5 separate regions of the Mus musculus genome follow, and all the other regions are linked to region 4. A link is a contact called in public Hi-C and targeted proximity ligation data. All regions are on one chromosome and are shown on one strand. The core of a region is the stretch at or near the end of the contact, and the rest is flanking DNA. Distances in the headings are between cores, read along the strand shown.

What was found. Hi-C and Micro-C count contacts between places; a contact is called where the count stands out from the background.
Region 1: a targeted proximity ligation map of embryonic stem cells shows a contact between it and region 4, with 5 times the contacts expected there. A contact is called at or near these places in 3 of 39 promoter capture datasets (hippocampal neurons, pre-B cells and second pharyngeal arch cranial neural crest) and 8 of 130 datasets of targeted methods (astrocytes, embryonic stem cells, large pre-B cells and 1 more).
Region 2: a targeted proximity ligation map of microglia shows a contact between it and region 4, with 5 times the contacts expected there. A contact is called at or near these places in 1 of 39 promoter capture datasets (hippocampal neurons) and 3 of 130 datasets of targeted methods (extraembryonic endoderm stem cells, large pre-B cells and microglia).
Region 3: a Hi-C map of muscle stem cells shows a contact between it and region 4, with 5 times the contacts expected there. A contact is called at or near these places in 6 of 39 promoter capture datasets (hematopoietic stem and progenitor cells, hippocampal neurons, liver and 2 more), 3 of 484 Hi-C or Micro-C datasets (CD4 T cells, CD8 T cells and muscle stem cells), 3 of 130 datasets of targeted methods (astrocytes, large pre-B cells and pro-B cells) and 1 of 9 other capture datasets (liver).
Region 5: a targeted proximity ligation map of astrocytes shows a contact between it and region 4, with 4 times the contacts expected there. A contact is called at or near these places in 3 of 39 promoter capture datasets (hippocampal neurons, liver and pre-B cells) and 1 of 130 datasets of targeted methods (astrocytes).

Annotation. Positions count from the first base shown.
Region 1 is chr19:17,135,403-17,138,102 of GRCm38.p6, forward strand. All of the region lies in intron 9 of Prune2 (prune homolog 2), which reads left to right. Among named protein-coding and RNA genes, the nearest start is that of Prune2, 180 kb to the left of the region's middle.
Region 2 is chr19:17,355,305-17,358,004 of GRCm38.p6, forward strand. It overlaps Gcnt1 (glucosaminyl (N-acetyl) transferase 1, core 2), which reads right to left and starts at 1,363. Exons shown (of 3, transcript NM_173442.5): 1 at 1,253-1,363.
Region 3 is chr19:16,779,572-16,782,271 of GRCm38.p6, forward strand. It overlaps Vps13a (vacuolar protein sorting 13A), which reads right to left and starts at 1,362. Exons shown (of 72, transcript NM_173028.4): 1 at 1,099-1,362. The coding sequence starts at 1,198.
Region 4 is chr19:18,669,479-18,672,178 of GRCm38.p6, forward strand. It overlaps Carnmt1 (carnosine N-methyltransferase 1), which reads left to right and starts at 1,281. Exons shown (of 8, transcript NM_026120.5): 1 at 1,281-1,724. The coding sequence starts at 1,522.
Region 5 is chr19:16,872,548-16,875,247 of GRCm38.p6, forward strand. It overlaps Foxb2 (forkhead box B2), which reads right to left and starts at 1,283. Exons shown (of 1, transcript NM_008023.2): 1 at 1-1,283. The coding sequence starts at 1,093.

The DNA of each region.
Region 1 (2,700 bases), core at 124-2,623, 1.5 Mb before region 4:
GTGTACCATTTGCATGCTGGTACCCAGAGGAGGCTCAAGAGGGTGTTAGATGCCATGGTGCTGAAGTTACAGGTGGTTGTCAGTCACCTGGTGTGGGTGGTAGGAACTGAATCTGGGTCCTCTGCAAGAACAGGAAGCATTTTAATCACAGTGCCCAAAATGTGAGTTTTAAAAGTGTCTCTAATTAAGAGTTGGTATAAAGTTTGGGCATGGTGACTCACATTTGTAACCCCAGAGACAGGAGGACCACCATTAGTTTGAGGCCAGCCTCAACCCAGCAAGACAGTTTTTCAATAAATGAATAAATAAGTAAATAACAATTGGGCTGAAACTGATTATGTTCCCATCTATTATATAAATGTCCTTTGATACTTTACTTGCCATAATTATATCGGTACTCCAGATGGCATTTCTATTTTGTAATTTATATATATATTTCTTTATTTACTTACTCATTGAATCATTCATTCATTTGGAGAGGGCCTTGTGTATCACAGGCTGACTTCACAACTGCTATTGTGCTAAAGATGACCTTGGCATTCTGTTCCTTCTGCTTCCACCTGGATGCTGGGATTATAGGCATGCGTCACCATGCCTGGCTTATTAAGATTGAATCCAAGACCACTGTACACATGAGGCAAATGCTTTTCTAGCAGAATGGCATCCCCAGTCTCTGCTGGCAATTCTAGAATTAATAGTAGTGAACATTTGCTGCAAAGCTATTTCAACCCAGCCCCGCTGGATAGGTTATCTTACAGTTTTAAAGTAGCATTATTATTGCTGTCTGTGAGCTGGAGAGCTGAGGCGCCATGCTGTCATAGTCTCCTGCAAACTAGCTAGTAAGTGAGGTTAGATTCAAACTCAAATCTCTGTTTGCAGCATATTTAATCCACCATGCACCTTAGAGCTGTATGAGTCTTGGGTGGGCATCCTGGCTTTTCTAGAACTTTCTGACTTTTTTTTTCTAGAACTATTTTTTCTATGTTTTTTTATGGTTCTCTGTATTATCTTAATCATTGTTCATTAAATGCTCAATTACCTTTTTTTGTAGATACGCTGTAGAGGTAGTGTGTGTGTGTGTGTGTGTGTGTGTTTAAAAGGTTTCTAGGAACGGAATCTCTTTCAAACTTGTATGTTGAAGAAATTCAAATGCAGCCTTATTCAGAGAAAGGAGTGGCAGCGGTTTTCGTAAAAATGACATAAAAATCAAGAGGGTGTTTGTGACTCCATAATCCCGCGGGAGTATTTTCTATTCCCAAACGCTGCCTTTCCCAGCTTCTGCTCCAGCGCCAGGCACAGCAGGCTGGTGCACTAGGAGATCTAGGAGGCAGGTGATCAGCCTTATTTAGATGTGCCAGGGATCACGTGACCAGAAAATGGAGGCGAATCTGTACTTGGTGTTAACTGCTCCAGAAGGGAGATGCTGAAGCGCCAGAACCGCGCATCTTTCTGTTCCTCTCGCTAGCAAGCCTCCTGTCACCCTCAGAAGGTAGGTGGGTCCTGGTCAGACTTTAGGAAGATTGGGCCGGGCGAGGAGAGATTGCAATGGAGACAGTCCTTCTTGAAGCCTGTCTATTGCCGCTGGGAAGTTGGAGGAGGGAGGAGGGGGCAAGAGGAGGCTGGATTCTGCCCGGTCCCTCACCCCTGACACCCGACAGCTGACCAGCTCAGAACCAAGGAGCAGGCAAGCTTTCGATTTCTCGCCCCCTTCCTGGCTGCAGACAATTATCTAACACACCTCTGCATAGCTATAATCAATTTTTATTCATTTATGTCTAGGATAAATATGCAGACAATAAATTAGAGGAAGTGACCGTGTTAAAACTGTTGAGACCGCCGAGAGAGGATGACTGTAATGTCTGGATGGTGTGGGCAGGCTGCCGGAGTAGTGAGGAGTTCACATTTTGCGTTTCTAAAAGTTATCGAAGCTACTATAACAACACCCACTTCTCAATATTTTTCTGATAAATCTTAGAACATTTACAACCTACCTGATTTCTAAGCTACAGAAGTAGGTCACTCTCAAAAATGGGCTTCTGCTGTTCGCACTGGCCTATCAGAATCAAGAGACAGAACCACTATTTTATGTATGAAATGTCAGTATTTCGCTGAAAAAGTAAATTGTGTAAGCAATTAACGATAAAGTGCCCCTGGCCACTTTAGACGATAACACTCGATTTCTACCCGGCAGAGGTGATGGGTGGCAGATACTGCCCTGCAAAGAGAGCACTGGCCATGTTTTAAGGGAGAGGGGCATCCTTTCACCAATTGCCCGACTCTCTACAGATTAGTATCAGTAACTGATTTTGTGAGTAGTTTTTAGACCCATATCCAACCAGGAAAAGTGCCCCTAGCCCCAGCTTCACCCCAACCCCACCCATCCAGCCCCAGCCTCAGCCCCAGCCCCAGCCCCACCCAGCCCCACCCAGCCCCACCCCAGCCCCACCCCGCCCCACCCCAGCCCCAGTCCCCACCACCACCACTCATCCCTGCCTAGTCACCCCAGAGCTCCAGGGCTCTAGCACCATCCCCATCTCTACCCTTTCCCCCTCCTCAAAGCCCCCCCCCCCCCCAGCCTCCCACAGAGGAAGATGGGAGCTGCTTCAGAATAAGCCATCTCAAAGTCTTCATGTGATGAAAGTTTTCCTGGCATTATAATTGGTAATATGCCCAGAACATAAAAATGTAGGATAATTAAAT
Region 2 (2,700 bases), core at 113-2,612, 1.3 Mb before region 4:
CCTGTAGCTTTCCATCTTTCCAGAACTGAAACCTTCTTCCAATCCTCTGCAGAGGGGTCCCTGTCTACTAACAGATAATTTACTCTGATCTTTAAAACAAAACAAAACAAAACAAAACTGTCTACCCCTCCTCTTCCTTTCCAGAAGACAAACCCGCCTTTCAGAACAGCTCTAAATAGGGGCAGCAGGCCAGAGGAAGAAATCATATTGCTCCCCCACCACCACTCACCAAATTCAGGTCACAGCCCCACCCACCCTCCTTCTCAAGTCAACGCACCAGTGCTCTCTCTGAACACTACCTCCTACCTACCAGTTTGCCTCTAGCTCCATTATTTGTAACAAAGCAGTTCTCTTCTGCAGCGAAAAGGAAAGATAAAGAGTACACACCAAGCTGACACTTGTTTTTTTTTGCAGAGCCAAGCTCGGATCCTCCACTGGAGGATCCTCCACAGTTGCACGGGGAAAGGGGTTGCATTTTTTTATTCTGCACTGAAAGAACTAAGACTGGGAGCAGCTATGCGCATGAGATGGACTTCTTCTCACTCTTGAGGTGTGATGGCGCTCATCTTTAACCTTGGTAGACAGAAGCAGGAAGATCTCTTTGAGTTCGAAGCCACATGAAAGAGAGAAGGAATGAAGGAGGGAGGGAGGAAGGCAGAAAAAAAAAAGAAAAGAAAAAGTAATAACCCAAGAAAAAGCAAAAACTAAAGAACTAACATGTCTAAGAAGAATTACCCGTTTTTGTAACAGACCTGCAGCCCAAGGCAAGAGGAAGAGCGGCGACTGCTTGGACCCCAAACTGGCCAGTCTGTTTGCAATCACCCTAAAGTAGTCATTCTCTGCCCCAGCGTCGGCTTCTCGGTCGGCGCTCTAACAGGGAGTCACAAACGTCTCTACACTGGCCTGTGGCCTTACGAAGTTTAAGTCTTTGGCGCCCAAGACACCGTTCGTCTCTACTTTTCATGCCTGCAACCAACCCTGATTTCTAAGCCCTCACTCATTGCACCAGTCCGGGAAAGAGTGGTCAGAAAGTGACTTCTAGATGCCACGTGTGTATCCGCGTCCCACCGAAGGACCGGAAGGAGAGTGCTAAGAGGACTCCTGCTCCATCCTAGCCGGGTTCCCGAACCAAGCGCCCTCTCCCTGCTCCAGCACCACTGCCTCCTTGGTGCAGCCCGTCCCGCCCGTTAGATCCGGTTCGGTGCTGTCCAACTCTGCCGGGCAACCCCACCGCTGGCCCAGCCTAGGTTACCTGGAGCCTGTGCCTGCAGGGCGCACGAAACAGTGCTGGATCGGCTCGCCAAGCGGATACTGGCGCGCTCAGCCTTCTGCGCTCCAGACCTCCGAGCCAGCGCCACGCCCTAGGACCCACCCTCGAGACCACGCCCCCAGGCCCACCCTTAAGACCACGCCCCCGGTTCCACTTCGCCCACCTGCGGCCACCGCTCGAGGTGAGGGCGCCCTCTGGGAGTTGCAGTTGTCCGGGAAGAAAACTAGAATCCAAACTTCCTCTTGCTTCCTAAGAATTCTTGGTTCTCTGGGCCAAGGACAAGCTACCTGGATGGGATCTTTTAAGAACTTTTATGTCTTCTTCCTCTGAAGCAGGAAATGTGCCAACTGTTGTCCTGTCTGATCTTAAAAATAAGTAAAAAGTTAAAATGCCCAACGTGTTTATACTGCATCAACTTTAGAGTCGCCCATGCCTTATCATTTTCTAGATAAACCTTGTATCTCATTTTGTGTTACCAGAATGTCAGAATTTATTGAATAACCAATATATTCACAAGCAATGTCAGTTTTTTGGTTGCAGCTTGCCAAGTAATCCTGATTTTACTTGAAAGCTGGTTCCTCTTTCGCACTTTAATTCGTAGTACTAACTCACTTTACACGTTATGCTTTACATAGTAAACAATACACAAATATACAGATTAGAGAAACTACAAGTTTGCAAGCATGTGGGTCTCAGGTGAGCATGCTTAGTGCCCCTCAAGGATAGAAGACATTATCCGTGGGAGTGTAGAAAGCAAGGCTGAGCTGTCTTGGAAGCACCAATCTGTGAAATTCACCCTCTTGGGCTGTAGATCTGAAGAGGTTGCCCCAAGGACTGCCCGCAACAGAACAGAACAGGAGATAGTGGTGTCTACTGAGTGGAACAATAACACCCCAGTTCATGCCAACTCCAGCCCCATGTGTCCTTTCTGCTAAGCTTGGCCCCTTCCTCTCTTCTATTCTAGGGGTTGACTCTTGGAAGATTGCTTTGTTTGCCTTGTCCCTGTTCCCTGCCCCTCCCCCTTTCCCTGGAGTCTTCCAGGGGAAAGCAACATCAGCTCTGGCCACCTGCAGAAACAATGAACTGGGAGTTAATGATTCCTTCCTTCAACCTCGACCCTTTCCTTAAGAGATTTCCCCTCCAGTGACAGTTTTCGCTCTCTTGCTCTAATTTTATGCAGAAAAGTAATGTTATAATGCATTCTAAGTTTAATTCCATTATTATTTTATGTGCATGGATGTGTTGTGTGTCTGTATGTTCATCACATGCATACAGTGCCCTCTGAGGCCATTGGTCCTCTCAAACTGGAGTTACAGATGGCTGTGAGTCTCCCTGCGGGTGGTAGAAATTGAACTGGGATCATCTAGAAGACCAGCCACACTTCCAGCTCCTTTTATAGTGGATTATGTGTTAGGTCTAGAACAGAGAAA
Region 3 (2,700 bases), core at 112-2,611, 1.9 Mb before region 4:
AGCGCAGACTAAGCAACTTGCAAGTACCTGATCTCAAAGAGGCTGTGCTAGCTCTTACAGATCAATTGCCCACGTTATCGTGGAAGAAGGTACCTAGCTACATTGAGGGCTTGTTTGTTTAATAAAACTAAATTACTTGTTTTCATTATTTCAAAAATGAGAAGGCTCAAGATAAACGAGAACTTTTAGAAAGTTTTAAGTAAGTACATTATCAGAGAATGCACACACTATTTACACAAATAATTAACCCTAACTTTGGCCTGGAACGTTCATTTCAAAAAAGGCCTCTACTTGCTAATAGCTACTTAAAATAAACAAGAGTCTAATGCAATACAGATGGAAACACTAAAAATAAGACACTGTATTAGGTAAATCATTGCAGTGAAGGGGTAGATGCAGCCCTTCCCATCTAAGCAACAGAGAGGAGTGCTCATCACGTCTTCGTCAGGTCCGAGAAACGGAAAGCCCAAATTACATTTTGACCGTCTGTTTTCCTGCATTTTCTTTTCGTTCTTTAAAAAAACAAAAAACTCAGGTCTTACAAACACCCACATTCCCACCTGGTCAGGCTGCGACCTGAAAACCTAAGTAACTCTGAGATACTCTGAAAGGGGCTTTCCTTTCCTTTTATTCCCCCTGTCATTTGCCTGTCCCAGCTAAGCAACACCCAAGTCCAAGTTCAGTGGCCGGACCGGAACTCGCCTAGAAAGCACGGTGAAGTGGGGCAGGGAAGGGACGAAGGGTGTCTTCGCGGACGGCGCCTGGTCTTCACGTGCAAGTCGGCGTGCGACTCCCCGTGGGCTCGCCGGAGCCTTCCTGACAGCCCGGGGCCAAACTGCCAGGGATGCCTCCCTTGCCCAGCGGAGGCCAAGGGTCACCAGCACCCGGCCCCACCGGGACGCGAGGCTTCAGCCAGCGCCTCCCCCAACCTCACGGCTCGCGCCGCCCGCCCGCCCGCCCGGGAACCGCCGCCCCGCTTTACATAACTTGAAGGGCGAGGCGGGCAGCTGCAGGTGGCGGCGCCGGGCTGGCCAAGGACCGAAGCCACGAGAAACCGCGCCGCCGTCTCCCGCGACCCTGGAGCGGCGACCCCGTTACCTTTCCAAATGCCCAGGGAGAGCTGGGACTCGTCCAGGTTCACCACATAGTCTCCCAGGAACCGGTTCAACACTTCCACGACCACCGACTCGAATACCATTTTTTTTCCTCTCTGCCGCGGAGGGCACCGCGGCACTACCCGGGCTGCTCCTCCCTCGAGACGGCTCGGCTTACCGGCTCCCGGCCCGCTCCAGCTACGGTGCGGGTGCTGCCGGGTCCCCTCAACCCGACCGCGAGCCCCACAGAAGGAAGGTAGCCGCTCGCACCACGCGTGCGCAGCTCGGGCTGCGCGTGGGGGCGTGACCGACGCGGAACTGGAGGCGCGGCCGGGAGCGAGAGTGAAGGACGGCGGCTGCGCAGCCGCGGGCCCGCCCTTGCCCGCGAGCGGACCGCCGGGCCTCTCCCGCCGGCCGCGCCTCCTATCCGTCGCTTAGCAACAGAACACCAGTCGAGCGCTGGAGACCCCGCCCCGGAATGATTCTCCTTTTTACCCGCAGCGAACTTTCTCTAGGAGGCGGGGCGTGATGATAACCGACAGGAACGCCGCTTCCGAAAGAGAAAACTAAGATCGCGGGATCCAAAGAGTGGAGAGTGTACAGCTTGGTGCGAGGTTGCGGGAAGTTTCCTGAGGCAGTTTCCCAGGACGCTTTTCCCCCATTATTACCAGTTGTGAGGTTCGGCCAGCCTTGGTGCTTGGGTACTTCCTGACGTTCTCCCTTCTCCTGGCAAGGATGCGAACTGGCCCTTCAGTTGCCTTCCCTTACTTCCTCAGCTACTAATCTGTGCTGAGGAGGGGCGAGGGAGAGTAAAGTTGGGAGATAAATTCCAAGTTCTTAATGTGCAACTGCTCTTGGCACCTTTTTCCGGTCAAATCATTTATGTGAAAGCCGCCAGTCATGTTAAAGAGTAGCACGTTTGAGTCAGTCCGGAGACAGCAGAGAGCCTGCCAAGAACCAAGAAAGACACCTCTGAGCCTTAGTGGCCAAGCTAAAATAAGTAGTGTCTCCGCTCCACGCTTGGACTTAGAGAAAATTGGTCCCAAAGTCCTGAGGTCACAAGACAGAGGTGCAACTTACAGAACCGACATTAATCCTCTGAGGATTTCAGAGGCAGCAGTACACTTTCAACTTTCTCTTCGCAAGGCACATCCTGATTTGGCACTGAGTGTATTTTGTGCATAGTCATCAAGTATCTCAAATTTATTTCAGAAAAAAAAAAGAGCAAAAATAGTGTAAACTTTTTTAAGCTTTTAAAGAATATATTAGCATATATTTTACAAAATAATGGGTTTCATTATAACATCTTGATAAATGTGTATATTTTGGTCGTTTATTACCCATGACTCTTTCTTGTCCTATTGACTGATTCCTTCTTCCCAAATAGGACCCCTTCTGTTTTCATGGATTTTTCTATCAAGATTCTAAACCTTCATCCATGTTGGTTTTTTTTAATGAGTTTTTATTTAGCACAATTTTAAATTTCATTTGTGTGTGTGTATAAGTGTTTTCTACATCCGTACCTGGTACCCTCAGGAATAGCTCTCTGGTTATTGGCGTTACAGGAGGTTGTGAGCCTCCATGTGGGTGGGTGCTGGCAACGGAG
Region 4 (2,700 bases), core at 31-2,530:
GAAACACCATCCTCTAATTCCTCTGTTGGCACAGAGTGCTACCAGTCTCAGGTTTATGAGAGCATCTGTATGTATCCACTTTGACAAGACTGGAGTCCAGATGGGCAATCCCTGCTGAGGGCTCTACTTCCTGGGACATGGTATCCAGTTTTATGACAAGATACCAAGTGACAGGGCCATTGTTGAGAAGACCCTATTCACCTTATTTGGGGAGACAGGCACTGGCAAGAGGCAAGGGCTCAGAGCAGTGTTTGTAGAATTGGAACTCAGTCACGGATGAAGATCACACTAACGCCTACTGTCAGTTCTTCTGTTGTGAGGTGTCCACCAGAGAGGACTGTTCAGACATGGGTTTAAGCCAATGGAAAGCTCGATTAGCCGGCCATTGACGACACCGGATGTTCGGGATCCCAGTGTAGCAGTGAGCCTCTTGCAGGATGACCTTTATACACAAAAATTATGTTTTGGGTTGACACACTAAAGTTAGCAAGAACAGGTAGCCAGAAGCAGACGTCCAAGAGCTAAAAAGCAAGTACATTTACAGACTTCCCCGGAGCTATGGACTTTGATGGATTCAGCCTTTGTTTTACTTTGGCAGTGGTGCTGTCTGTGTGCTGAGTTTTACAGCCTTAACGGCACTTCATCATAGATTCAGGTGAGCTAAGGTCTCAGGGCCTTCTAAGATCTGGGGCTCTGCTACATTTCTATCTCGAGTAGCTCATCACAGGCGAGGAAGATGCTATGCTGCCAGTAACTATTCCCATAGCCATGACATCCTGAGCAAGGAGGTCACTGATGTCATTGTGGAGTGAATTTACAAGACGAGCGACCAGCTCACAAACCTTCAGGGCTTGCTTCTCAGTTTTCTGAAGGTTTGATTGGAAACACTGACTCTGGTTCATCTCCCAGCTAATGGAATGTCTTCTGATTCTGCAACTTGGACTTTTCCCTGAAGCACTCTTAATTGTGCCTTCATGGGTGCTTAAAGGGAATCCACTTAGAAAACGAGTTTCAAGGGCTAACTTAAGACCTTGCCTTTTTGAGTTTCTAAAGTTAAAACATTCAAAATCAATTCCTGAAAACCCACTTTTTCTTTCTCTTGCCCTTCCTTTCCAGCCTCAGAGCCCGTCCCACTCCAGCGGGCCAGATTCGTGGCCCCGCCCACTGGCTCTCATTGGTGCCTGCTGCTCTAGCACCGCCCCCAGCAAAGGAGCTCCTCCTCCAGCTGGCCCTAGACCCCGCCCTCTAAGCGTATTCGGACGTCAGCGCGTCGTAGCGGAAGCCCGGCAGCGAATGAACGCGGGCGGCCGCGGCCTTAGCCTGGTCGTCGGCGCGTGCGCGGGTCCCGAAACCCTGGCGGAGCGCAGCGCGAATGGAGGCCTGAGGGCGGCGGGGGCGGGGCGTGCCGCGAGCGGGGGCCTCGGCCGCGGCCGGCGCCGTCTAGAGGAGGCCCGGCCGTTCGCCACCACGCACTCGGGAGCCGGGAAGCGCAGGCGGGTCACGCCGTGGGCCGCGGCGGCGATGCAGCGACGACAGCGCGCTCCGCCCGCGTCTCAACCGGCCCAGGACGGCGGGCGAAGCGAGGACGTGGAGGTGCAGTTCTCCGCCGGGCGTTTGGGCTCGGCCGCGCCTGCGGGGCCCCCGGCGCGCGGCACCGCCGAGGACGAGGAGCGGCTGGAGCGCGAGCACTTCTGGAAGGTCATCAACGCGTTCCGCTACTACGGGTAAGGCGCGCCCGCCCGCCCGCACGCCGCAGTCTCGGGGCCCGCCTCGTGGCTGGTTCGCGGAGCCCGCGGTCACCTGCGCGCGGGCGGTCCCGTGGGGCTGCCTCCCACCTCACCCGGAGCCGCCGGAGCGAGTGTGCACTTTTTGTAGAGAACTGAACGGTGCTGCCGAGTGGCTCTGACCGGATGGTGGAGGGAGGAAGAGATCCCGGAGTTGCAAAATGTGCATCTTGGTAAGGAAAAAAGAGAGCGGGCACCGGAGCCGGCTTTATGTTCTTGTGGTCTGCGAGTAAGTACGGAATTCCTCTCGTGGGCTAGGCATGGTTGTGGGACTCTTCTGTAGGCTCTCCATTCGTATCGCAGCTTCCTAACTTCTACATATGGTCTGGATAGGTGTTCAGATAGCCCAATGAGAATGCCCAAGTACAGATCTGTTCGCGTCTTCGTGCACCCGGGGTTTTGGGCAAGGAGAGTTAGTACATTTATATCCGTAAGCGACACAGTCCACTGTGTTCTGAACCTGTGGTTAGAACCAGAGAGATGAGCGTGACCTCGTGTGCGGATCAAACCAACCTAGGTGGTACTCTGTTGCTATTTGTATTACAGTTGTTTATATATGTAACTCTTTGCCCAGGTCTGACTCCCATCGAGGGCAAGGACGAACCTTACTTTTATGGCACTGTGTTTGGCAATGCTGTTGAAGCTCTATTTTAAAAATAAAACATAGTGGCAAAAGAGGACACTCCCCCAACAGCCCTAATCAGTCTTGCGCGGTGGTTCTATTACTTTGTTACTGTTTTGAATTGAACAGTTATTTAGGATCTGATGGTTACAGAGTGTCAGGTATGGCAGGTGTGTGGAACCCAAGGCCTCAAGCTCTCAAGTTCTAGGCTCACAGGCAGTTCTTGAGTCAAAGACTTCGATGAAATAATTTCCTAATTGAACTCAGAAGTAGAGGGTATTTTCTGATAGTGCC
Region 5 (2,700 bases), core at 33-2,532, 1.8 Mb before region 4:
GCTTGATGGGCACCGGTACAGCTGGCAGGCTCTGGTTTGCCGAGTGGCACAGAGCCTTGACTGGCACCCCGAATGCCCCATACTCCGGGCCTACCGGGACCCCAGCTGCGGCGGCAGCAGCGGCAGCCGCGGCTACCGAATCCATCACGCCAACATGAGGCCACACGGAGCCGACAACATTGCTGAGCTGGCCCGGCACGGGGTAGCCCAAGTGGTGCATGACCGACGCCAAAGGCAACCCTCCAGCCTGCAGCACGCCCTTGTAGTCCCGCCCGATGATGTTCTCTATGGCGAACGGATGTTTGAAGCCTGTGGTGGACGCGGCGGCTGCAGCGGCGGCGGCGGCGGCCGAGCCCAGCCCGTAGGGTGGGAACTGAGACAGACGCCCCACGCTGCCCACCGCTGCGGCCGCCGCCGCTGCTGCGGCCGCCGCCACGGCCGCCGCCTCCTGCATCTTGCCGGGATGGGACGTCTGCGGAGGCTGCGACTGCGGCTGTGGCTGCTGCGCGGGCTGCGACGGGAGGTGTGGAGGCTGCGGAGCCGGAGCCGGCTGCTGGTGGAAATAGGGCACCATGTGCGGCGGCGGCGGCGGGGGCGGCTGCGGCGGGTGGTGATGGTGGTGATGGTGTGCGGCGTGGTGGTGATGGTGGTGGTGGTGGTGTGCGTGGTGGGGATGGTGGGGATGCAGGTGACCTCCTGGCCCCGTGCCGGGCGCGCCCTTGCTGCTTCCTGAGTGTAGGTGAGCGTGGTCTGCGCGTAGCACCTTGAAGCGCTTGCGGCGCCGCAGGAAGCTGCCGTTCTCGAACATGTCACCGCAGTCAGGGTGTAGCGCCCAGAAGCTGCCCTTACCGGGTTGGTCCGGCCTCCGAGGGATCTTGATGAAACAGTCGTTGAAGGAGAGGTTGTGGCGCAGGCTGTTCTGCCAGCGCTGCGTGTGCTCGCGGTAGTAGGGGAAGCGCTCCATGATGAACTTGTAGATGTCGCTCAGAGGCAGCATCTTCTCAGCCGAATGCTGGATGGCCATGGCGGTCAGTGAGATGTAAGAGTAGGGCGGCTTTTGGTCGCTGTAGGAACTCTTCCCTGGCCGTGGCATCTTCCCAGGCTCTTCCACTTCCGTCCGGCCCACAGTGGGCCTTAACGCCTCTCGGAAAGCCGGATACCAGGCTTAAGTGTCCCCACTAATTCTCTCTCCACCTGCGCAGCCTGATCCCCAGCTTTCTTGGTCCCCAGACCCCTTTTGCCTTGGTCCTCCTCCTTCGGGGAGCTGCCCCGGGTCCCCGCAATTGGCTTTTTGAGCCAATACAGTTTTATGGCGCTCACAACTTCTGGTCTTGACTGTCGTGGGCAGGCCCTCACAGTAGCCAGAGAGACTCGCCAGCTTTACCTTGCTTTTCTCCGTCTCGTCCTCCTCTTGGATGACTAGACTTGAGCTCTGGAGCGAAAGGCTGTGGAATGAGTTTCTTTTTGGTCTCTTTTCCCTTTATCGGTACAAAGGCAGCTCAGATCAAACCAACTGGATAATGAAGACTGGCTTTTTAAGCTCGAGTCCACACTAGCTGTCCCGAGGCCACTGGTGACCGATCTTTCGACCCTGGAAGCTGACCTGGTACTGGGTCTGTCCGCGCTGGAGTTCAAATCTTACAAAAAGGGGTAGACAGGGTAAGAAGAGAGAGAGGGAGCGCGCACTTTCCTATCCGCTACTGTACGTACGTACCCTCTTTTTTCAGGAGATCTGCAGGCAAGCTGAAAATGGAAGAGGCACCGAGCTCTAGGTGGTGGTTCCAAGAAAAAAGTTTGGTGCTGTCTACAGCAGCGGCGCCCACCGTCAGGCTCTATGGAGGGGACGGTGTCAGAACTCCCGGAGCTAGCCGCAGGCTGCAGGGGGCGTCTGCGTAGACAGGCTAGGACCCGGCTCGCCCGGTCCGAACAGCCGTCTGAGCTGCAGCTGCAGCCGCTCTGCCCCGCGGGTTTTGAGAAGACGCGCTGCTGTGGCAGCGACGCGCTCTCCTGGCTGCGTTTTGTAATGGTCCCCGAGACGCCGAGACCCCTGCAGCTTGCGCTTCGAGACTATCACATGACCGAGGCTGAGGGACTCCGCCGCCGCCGCCTCCACAGCCTCTTCTTTTGCTGAAGAAGGGGCAAGAAGGCACAATTTCTCGTCTCCGCCCCTTCTCCATTTCCACTGGTCACCCCGACCCTTCGCTTTCACTTCCCGCTTGCCAGCCCAGGCTTCAGCCGTCTGACCACTGAGAAGGGGTCACTGTCTAGTTGTGGGGGTCTGCTGTTCCACAGCAAGGGGGCACGGCACTGCTTTCTCACCCGTCAGGTCTTGCATAGCTCTCTCCCTTTATCATTCAGTCTTTTCACCCACTCTCCCTTAGTTTCCCGGTGGCCTAGCCATTTAGGTCTCCAGTTTGGAGCACCTTTGTCTCCAGCTCCTTTTCTCTTGGAGAAACAGAGACGCCCAGAGGGTTGTAAGTGGAAACCAATAGAAAGAAGAGCTGGGGCCTACAGATCGGCCCATTTTTTGGCAGGTTCAGCGAGGCACGAATTGCTCTTTGCACCCCAGAACCTTGATTTAGGGGGCAGAAAGATAATAGGCAGGGAATTAGGAGGCAAGAAGCTTGGCGGGTGGAGAAACTCCAACACGTCTTCCTGAAAGGGGCGGACAGACGGCGTGAGGTCTCTTTGGGGTGGCGA